Linked DNA regions of Pan troglodytes: region 1 is linked to region 2. A link is a contact called in public HiChIP or PLAC-seq data. All regions are on one chromosome and are shown on one strand. The core of a region is the stretch at or near the end of the contact, and the rest is flanking DNA. Distances in the headings are between cores, read along the strand shown.

The links. HiChIP or PLAC-seq counts read pairs in DNA pulled down with a chosen protein or histone mark.
Region 1: an H3K4me3 HiChIP or PLAC-seq map of stem cell-derived excitatory neurons shows a contact between it and region 2, with 2.5 times the contacts expected there. The contact joins the promoter of CPT1C here to the promoter of RPS11 in region 2. A contact is called at or near these places in 1 of 7 Hi-C or Micro-C datasets (stem cell-derived neural progenitor cells) and 1 of 1 datasets of contacts at active chromatin or transcription factors (stem cell-derived excitatory neurons).

What each region holds. Positions count from the first base shown.
Region 1 is chr20:52,641,521-52,646,033 of NHGRI_mPanTro3-v2.0_pri, forward strand. It overlaps CPT1C (carnitine palmitoyltransferase 1C), which reads left to right and starts at 1,306. Exons shown (of 20, transcript XM_016936580.4): 1 at 1,306-1,378; 2 at 2,202-2,270; 3 at 2,583-2,737. The coding sequence starts at 2,597. ADM5 (adrenomedullin 5 (putative)) reads left to right here. Exons shown (of 6, transcript XM_063800412.1): 4 at 79-115; 5 at 202-292; 6 at 487-956. The coding sequence ends at 874.
Region 2 is chr20:52,446,117-52,450,772 of NHGRI_mPanTro3-v2.0_pri, forward strand. RPS11 (ribosomal protein S11) reads left to right here and starts at 3,124. Exons shown (of 5, transcript XM_001173045.7): 1 at 3,124-3,338; 2 at 4,060-4,191; 3 at 4,387-4,462. The coding sequence starts at 3,324. LOC112206491 (small nucleolar RNA SNORD35) reads left to right here and starts at 4,587; the gene lies at 4,587-4,656.

The DNA of each region.
Region 1 (4,513 bases), core at 56-2,555, 190 kb after region 2:
CTCTGGAGCCGCGGTGCGGGAAGCGGGGACCCGGGTTTGAATCCTGCCCCTCTGGTGTGGTGCGGCCTCTTCCCACAGACTTTTGGCCTCGCCTGGGAAGTGGGGACTGGCCCTGGTACCTGGCTCCAGAGCTGCACCCAGAGGCGATCAGCCCGGTGCGGGAACGGGGCGGGGTGGCTGCAACTACGGGCCACGGATCCTGACCCGCCCTGCCCACGGTGACTATCCACATCCTCATCCTGCTGTTGCTCCTCGCCTTCTCCGCCCAAGGGGACCTGGACACTGCAGCCAGGTGAGAAACCCGGGTGGCAGCAGGGACAGGGCGGGAGGGAGACCGTAAAGGGCGAGCGCCCTCTCCCGGCCGCGGAACGGGCAGGTGATCTGTAAGCCTCCCCGCTGGTCTTGGAGTGCTTGGGTGCCCACCTCCATCACGCTCCATCTCTCAATTCGGTTTGAACCCGGTTTTCTCCCACGCTCCCTCTCCAGGCGAGGCCAGCACCAGGTCCCCCAGCACCGCGGGCACGTCTGCTACCTGGGCGTATGCCGGACCCACCGCCTGGCGGAGATCATATACTGGATTCGCTGTCTCCACCAAGGAGCCCTCGGGGAAGGCCAGCCACGAGCCCCAGGACCCCTACAGCTATGGGCGCCGCCGGCGGCGCGAGGCGGAAGCCCGGCTGGGTTCCCAGGATTCCGGCCTGCAGCGAGGGGGCTAGCGCAGTGCCCAGCTCGCTGGGTGACCTCGGGCACGGCTCGTCCCCTCCTCGGCTTCAGTTTGCCTATCTGTATATTGGAGCTTCTACTCCACATTTCTTCTCCCCTAACTCCAGCCCCTGAAACCGTCTTCCCCAGTCCCTCCCTGGGCTGCGACTAGGTTGGACCTAGAAGCACACGGGACCAGGCTGGGCGAAGAACACTGACGCCCAGAGCCGAATAAACAAGAGTTCCGTGTTTCAGTCTCTGCTTCTCTGTACCTATTTCGACCTCTCAGTCGGGGCTGGGTCTCTAATATACCCTTCTCTATTAGCCATGCTGCTTCTCCCCCACGGAAGTCCCACTGTCTACCTTGAATCCAACCCGCTGTGGCGCCTTTCTTGCCAACTCAATCCATGCACCTTCCGTGGGTGGTTTTGGCGGGCCGTCCTGACCCCCAAACATCCCTCCTCCCTCCCTGGCGTGAAAGGGCTGAGATTTGCTCCGGCACCCTACGCGCCTGACGTTATAATGCACCTGGGGTGGGCTGCGACCTCCCAGCTGGGCCTTGTTCCTCGAAGAGACAGGAGACTAAGAGACAATGAGCTGAGTGAGGAGCCCAGGAACCCGGGTTCCGAACAGCTGCGTAGAATGCGAGCGGCCAAATGGTGGAGAATCTGGCCGGGTAAAAGGAGACGGAGGACTGGGGATCGAACGGATGTAGGGGATTGGACGCCGTGGCTCGAAGGGGGCGGGGATAGAACGCGGGGATTGGAAGGAGGCGGGGATAAAACCCGGGACCTGAATACCCGGCTAGGGACACGAGAGACAGGAATCGGGGTTTCTGGGTGACGGTGATCTCGGGGTGGGCAGGACTCCAAAGGCCCGTCGACCCGGTGGTGGACTCCTTGCACTGGGATTGGACATATGCAAGCGGGAGATTTGGGGCCGGCGCTCAAAATCGGGGGGCGGGGGTGGACTCGGGTTTGGACCCCAGGATCCGATCAGCGGACCCCTGATTCAACGTGGTAAGTACTGGACCCCAGGGGCTCGGGCTCCGGCGGGGCCTGGAGTCCTGTGTCTAGGGTTGGGCGTGCAAGCCTCTCCATCACTTGTCCTCGACGCTCGCCTCCGCTCACAGCCTCAGCATCCCAGGCTGCGAGGCATGCGCAGTGGGTGCTTCCTTCCCCATTCCCTCCAGCACGGGCGGGGGGAGGGGACGCTGAGCGGATGAATTTATAGACACCATCCCCCTCGCCTTGGCATGAGAAGCGGAAATGGGGTGGACAGCGTCAATGTCTAACAGGTGTTTGTTTCATATGGGTCTAAAACTAATGTTTTTCTCAAGACCCCGCAACTCAGCCTGGACGAGTTTCCCTCCTCCACCCACCCCCGAATCTTGAGAATCCTGTACTGGGGGGAGGGCACTGCCCCCGCACCATGTTCTTGGGAGAGCAGGTAAAGGGGTTAACGCGAGCTATCCCTCTGGCCTCTCTATGCGTTCCCAGAGGTCCCGAATTGACGTCCTTCCCTCAAAACCTCCGGGTCTACAAACCAGGACCCTCAGGACCCTTCAGGTGCTCAGAGAAGGATGAGCTAGGTTATATAGTCCTGGGTCGGCGCAAAAAGGCAGCTGAAAGCGTGAGATCCCGGGTCTGAGGGAGGAGGGGCTGGGGCCTGGGCTTCTGAGTCTGAGGGAGGAGGGGCTGGGGCCTGGGCTTCTGGGTCTGAGGGAGGAGGGGCTGGGGGCCTGGACTCCTGGATCTGAGAGAGGAGGGACTGGGGCCTGGACTCCTGGGTATGAAGGAGGAGGAGGGGCTGGGGGCCTGGACTCCTGAGTCTGAGGGCGGAGGGGCTGGGGTCCTGAAGTATGACTCTGCCCGACTCAGGGCTCCAGCGTGACATGGCTGAAGCGCACCAGGCCGTGGGCTTCCGACCCTCGCTGACCTCGGACGGGGCTGAAGTGGAACTCAGTGCCCCTGTGCTGCAGGAGATCTACCTCTCTGGCCTGCGCTCCTGGAAAAGGCATCTCTCACGTTTCTGGGTGAGGAGCGGTGCTGGTCGGTTTCCTTCCAGGGATCCAGGTTTCTGCTTCCGGGATGTCTGAGGCGCACTTCCGGCATTTCAGCTGGTTCATTTCTGGGAGACTATCACCCCTTTTTCCGAGAATTTCGATGTCTGCTCCCAGGACCCCTTTAGCAATTTCTCCGTGGCTCACTTCTGGGATCCACAGCCCCACCTGCTGAGAACCTCTGCTCACTTCTTTCACCCAAGAGGGGAACTGGGCCCCCCAAAAACTACCCACTTCCAGTTTCTAGAACTCCATATCCTTCCCTTATGGTGAAATTATCATTTCTCCCTTTCATCTCCAGCTTCTTTTGTAGTTGTTGTTTCTGAGACACAGTCTCACTCTGTCGCCCAGGCTGGAGTGCAGTGGCGGGATCTCAGCTCACTGCAACCTCCGCCTCCTGGGTTCAAGCAATTCCCTGCCTCAGCCTCCCAGGTAGCCGGGATTATTGGCGCACGCCACCATGCCTGGCTTATTTATTTATTTATTTATTTATGAGACAGAGTCTCACTCCGTTGCCCAGACTGGAATGCAGTGGGGTGATCTTGGCTCACTGCAACCACCTCCCAGGTTCAAGCGATTCTCCTGCCTCAGCCTCCCGAGTAGCTGGGATTACAGGCATGGATTATACGCCCAGCTAATTTTTGTATTTTTAGTAGAGACGGGGTTTCAACATGTTGGCCAGGCTAATCTCGATCTCCTGACCTCAACTGATCTGCCTCCCAAAGCGCTTGGGTTACAGGAATGAGCCACCGCGCCCAGCCCAAACTCCTGCCCTTTGTCCCTGTTCTGGAATGCGCATGCCCAATGTGTAACCAGCACCCATGTCTGTCCCAGGGTTCCTGGTTCTAGAACTCTTGCACTGTCTCCATACAGGGACTCCCTGCTTGTCACATCCTCTGTGTGTGAACTGGGGTCTCGAACACCTGTGGGGTCATGATTGAGTTTGAATCCTGACTCCACCGCTTAGTAGCTGTGTCATCTTGGGCAAGCACCTCTCTTGGAGTTGCAGTTTCCCCTCGTGGAAAACATGGGTGTTGACAGCACCTCCCTCACAGGATAGCCTTGAAGACTAAATTAATTCTTCTATGTCCTGGCCCATGGCGAGGTCTGAGTGTTAGCTTCTGATATTGTTCTTCATTCATTCCCCATATATTTATGGGGCATCCGGTAAGGGCCTGGCCCTCTTTAGCATGGAGAACACAGCAGAGATCAACAGACAGAATCACGCCTGGGCACTGCGGGCTCACAGCTTTAATCCCAGCACTTTGGGAGGCTGAGGCAGGAGGATCACTTGAGCCCAGGACTTGGACACCAGCCTGGGCAACATAGGGAGACCCCATCTCTATTAAAAAAATAAAGACAGGTCGGGCGCGGTGGCTCATGCCTGTAATCCCAACACTTTGGGAGGCTGAGGCGGACGGATCATGAGGTCAGGAGATTGAGACCCTCCTGGCTAACACGGTGAAACCCTGTTTCTACTAAAAATACACACACACACACACACACAAATTAGCCTGGTGTGGTAGTGGGTGCCTGTAGTCCCAATTACTCAGGAGGCTGAGGCAGGAGAATGGCGTGAATCCGGGAGGCGGAGCTTGCAGTGAGCCAAGATGGCGCCACTGCACTCCAGCCTGGGCAACACAGCGAGACTCCGTCTCAAAAAATAAATAAATAAATAAATAAATAATAAAGACAGAATCCTGCTTTTATGGAGTTCTCATTCGAGTTGGGGGAGAAGGCAATAAAACA
Region 2 (4,656 bases), core at 1,874-4,373:
CCGACTCCAGAAATAACCAGACTTAGAGCATAATCTTCAATTTCACCAATTCCATGTGAAACGGCACAATTATCCTCCAAAAGCATGATCCATTAGCAAATGGCAATGTGGGCTTTATAAAAATTTTTAAGACTGAGAAGACACCAGCAGGAAAGACGAGCCACAGACTAGGAGAAAACATTTACAAGTCATCTCTTTTTGAAGGTCTTGTATCCTGCTATAAAGAACTCTTGGCCAAGTGCAGTGGCTCACACCTGTAATCCCAGCATTTTGGGAGGCCAAGGCGGGTGGATCAGCTGAGGTCAGGAGTTAGAGACTAGACTGGCCAACATAGTGAAACCCCACCTCTACTAAAAATACAAAAATTAGCTGGACGTGGCGCAGGGTGCCTGTAATCCCAGCTAGTCGGGAGGCTGAGGTAGGAGAATCACTTGAACCCGGGAGGCAGAGGTTGCAGTGAGCCGAGATTGCACCACTGCACTCCAGCCTGGGCGACAGAGCAAGACTCCGTCTCAAAAAAAACAAAAACAAAAAACAAACAAAAAAAACTCTTACAGGATGTGGTGGCTCACACCTGTAACCCCAACCATTTGAAGTGAGAGGACTGGCTTGAGTCCAGGAGTTGGAGTCCAGACAGGGCAACATAGGGAGACTCTGAGTTAACAAGAATTTTTTTTTTTTTTTTTTTTTTTTTTTTTTTTTGAGACAGAGTCTGGCTCTGTCGCCCAGGCTGGAGTGCAGTGGCGCGATCTCGGCTCACTGCAAGCTCCGCCCCCCAGTTCACGCCATTCTCCTGCCTCAGCCTCCCGAGTAGCTGGGACTACAGGTGCCCGCCACCGTGCCTGGCTAATTTTTTGTATTTTTAGAGATGGGGTTTCACCGTGTTAGCCAGGACGGTCTCGCTCTCCTGACCTCGTGATCCACCCGCCTCCACCTCCCAAAGTGCTGGGATTACAGGCGTGAGCCATCGCGCCCGGCCAATTTTTTTTTTCTTTATTAAGATGTTCTATAGCTGCACTAACTGATACACACTACACAAGCCACTAACCCCACTTGTGGCTCCTGAGCACTTAAATATGAATAGAGTGAGGCTGGGGGCAGTCTCACCTGTTCCCAGAACTTTGGGAGGCCGAGGCTGGAGAATCACTTGAGCCCAGGAGTTCGAGACCAGTCTGGGTAATATAGCGAGACCTTGTCCCTACTAAAAATAAAATAAATTAGCTGGGCATGGTGACACATGCCTGTAGTCCCAGCTACTTGCAAGGCTGAGGTGGGAGGACTACCTGAGGCTGGGGAGGTCGAGGCTGCAGTGAGCTATGATTGAGCCACTGTACTCTAGCCTGGGCGACAGAGAGACACCCTAGGGAGTCTCTAAAAATAAATAAAATACCGGCCGGGCGTGGTGGCTCACGCTTGTAATCCCAGCACTTTGGGAGGCCGAGGTGGGCGGATCACGAGGTCAGGAGATCGAGACCAGGGTGAAACCCCGTCTCTACTAAAAATACAAAAAATTAGCCGGGCGTGGTGGCAGGCGCCTGTAGTCCCAGCTACTCGGAGAGGCTGAGGCAGAAGAATGGCGTGAACCCGGGAGGCGGAGCTTGTAGTGAGCCGAGATCGCACCACTGCCCTCCAGCCTGGGTGACAGAGCGAGACTCCGTCTCCAAAAAAAAAAAAAAAAACAAAAAACCGTAATATTCAGCTATAGACTTGTGCTGTTCAACACAGTAGCCTTTAGCCACATGTGGCTATTTAGATATAACACAAAGTTAAACATTTATGTCCTCAGTCATAAAAGCCACATTTCGAGTGCCAGTGACTACCGTGTCCACCAGCGCAGATATAGAAAATTTCCATCACATAAAGTTCTACTAGACGATCCTGTTATCTACAGAAAAACGGCAGAAGGATCGCTCCACGCCAACCCCTGGCACCAATTAAATCATCGTCTGCGGATGAAATGAGGAGAGAGTAGCTTTCTTTTTCTTTTTTTCTTTTTTTTTTTTTTTTTTTTGAGACGGTCTCGCTCCGTCGCCCAGGCTGGAGTGCAGTGGCGCAATGATAGCTCACTGCAGCCACGACCTCCCCAGCTCAAGCGATCCTCCTCCCTCGACCTCCCAAAGTGTTAGGATTACAGGCGAGGCGCACTGCACTCGGCGAGAGTAACTTTCTTTCTTTCTTTCTTTTTTTTTTTTTTTTTTTGAGACGGTTTTGCTGTTGTTGCCCAGCCTGGAGTGCAATGGCGCGATCTCGGCTCACTGCAACCTCCGCCTCCCAGGTTCAAGAGATTCTCCTGCCTCAGCCTCCTGAGTAGCTGGGATTACAGGCATGCGCCACCATGCCCGACTAATTTTGTATTTTTAGTAGAGACGGGGTTTCTCCATGTTGGTCAGGCTGGTCTCGAACTCCTGTCCTCAGGTGATCCGCCCACCTCGGCCTCCCAAAGTGCTGGGATTACAGGCGTGAGCCACCGAGCCCGTTTTTTGTTTGTTTGTTTGTTTTGTTTGATACGGAGTCTTGCTCTGTCGCCCAGGCTGTCTGTCGGCCAGGCTGGAGTGCCATGGCGCGATCTCAGCTCACTGCAACCTTCGCCTCCCAGGTTCAAGCGATTCTCCTGCCTCAGCCTTCCAAGTAGCTGGGATTACAGGGGCCCGCCACCACGCCCGGCTAATTTTTCTATTTTTAGTAGAGACGGGGTTTCACCATGTTGGCCAGGCTGGTGCTGAACCCCTGACCTCAGGTGATCCGCCTGCCTTAGCCTCCCAAAGTGTTGGGATTACAGGCGTGAGCCACCGCGCTAGGCCGAGAGTAACTTTCACTGCACCTCTGAAGTTCGTGGGCAGCTCCTACCCCTAACAAAGATGGCGACGCCGCCACACATGCTCCTAGCACTCCCCGGCCGCCCGCCCTTCAAAAAGATGGCAGCCGCCTCATCCGGTTTGAAGGCTGAACGAACAAAGCCACGCGGTATCCAAATCCCACGGGAGCCTACGCCACGCCGAAACAGGATGGACTCCGTACGACTCTCGCGATAATACGGGCGGGCTGAAGGCTGGTCACATCTTCCCTGCCTAAATAATCGCGCCCGGCGTTGTGGGGCCTAAGACTCTCGCGAGACACCGTCTACCACTTCCCGCCCGTCAGTCCTTCACGGTGCCCGAATCGCCCGCTGGTTTAAGTGCAGCCTGTCAATCAGAGCCGCTCTCGAGGCCCCGCCCAAGGCCGTGCTGCGTTTCTCCTTACGTCACTTCCTCTCCAGCCCCTGCGTAATCGATAAGGAAACCCGGACGCTGCTGCAGCTTTCTTTTTTTCAGGCGGCCGGGAAGATGGCGGACATTCAGGTGCGGGCTCGGGGTTGGATGCCAGGCTACGGGGTCCGCCTTGGCCTTCAGGGGCGCGTCCGGGAGGGCAGAGCCCGGCGGCCAAGTTCGGGGGTTAATTCCGGGCGTCCGTGATTATTTTCTAGAGATTAACTGGAGTGGAGGGCGCTTGCTTTTGTTTCTAGATGAGTGCTTCCTAATTCCTGGGGGCTCCTGGCGTTAATGGAGGCTCCAGCGTTTTAGGACTTACCTTCTTAAAAACCAAGTTTAAGAAGGTTTTTTTGGAGTTCTCCGGTCTTCAGGGGTAATTCTGTGGAAACGGACTCCTAAGGGCTAATCCAGGGAGCCTGCCGTCTGTTATTTAATTCTGAATCCTTATGTACTACATAAGGAGTGAATGCTGGGTGGGCGATCTTGGGTCTTGGAGAATGATCCTCGCTGAAAGGTGTCCAGGGTGTGAGAGGGTTGATCCTGGTTTAGAGGATGAATTTTGCAAGCCCTGAGAGGCCTTCTGGAGTATATCAATTGAAATAACCTCGGGCTTAGATCTGAGTATGAATTACAGGTAAGGTCAGGGTGGTCATGTCTTAGAGGGTGATTCTGGGGCACCAGGCCTTGGACGCCGGCGCTTTGCAAGTAAATGTAGAGCATGGGGTCTGGGAGGTTCTGGGAAGGTCTCTAGGGCTGGTTGGCTGCCGGCTTCAAACTTAGCAGCTCATCAGTTTTCTCCTCATATCTGTAGACTGAGCGTGCCTACCAAAAGCAGCCGACCATCTTTCAAAACAAGAAGAGGGTCCTGCTGGGAGAAACTGGCAAGGAGAAGCTCCCGCGGTACTACAAGAACATCGGTCTGGGCTTCAAGACACCCAAGGAGGTGCGGGGGAACCTCAGAAGAAAGAAGGGGACCGTGGCGTTCCTGCACGTGTGCCCACGACGAGTTGCCCTGCCTGCATCTAAGTGGCTTCTGGGGCTGCTGGGAATTGTAGTTGCTTCCCTGAGGCCACGCCCCTGGCTCTTTTAAGGAACCGCCCGCCCAAGGCTCACTCCTTTATCTTTCCTATCCTTTCAGGCTATTGAGGGCACCTACATTGACAAGAAATGCCCCTTCACTGGTAATGTGTCCATTCGAGGGCGGATCCTCTCTGGTAAGTGCGGGAGTTACTGGTGTCTGGGGCCTGAAATACTGAAAGAAGGGTCTTGGGGCCCAGACTCCTGGGTCCTGGGTGAGAGGGGTGGTTAGGAATGCAAACTTGTAGGTCTAGGTAAATTGGCAGATGATGTCTGTTTTCACGATGGTCTTCAGATGCCCACGTGGGCACTGCTGAGAAAGCCACTTGGT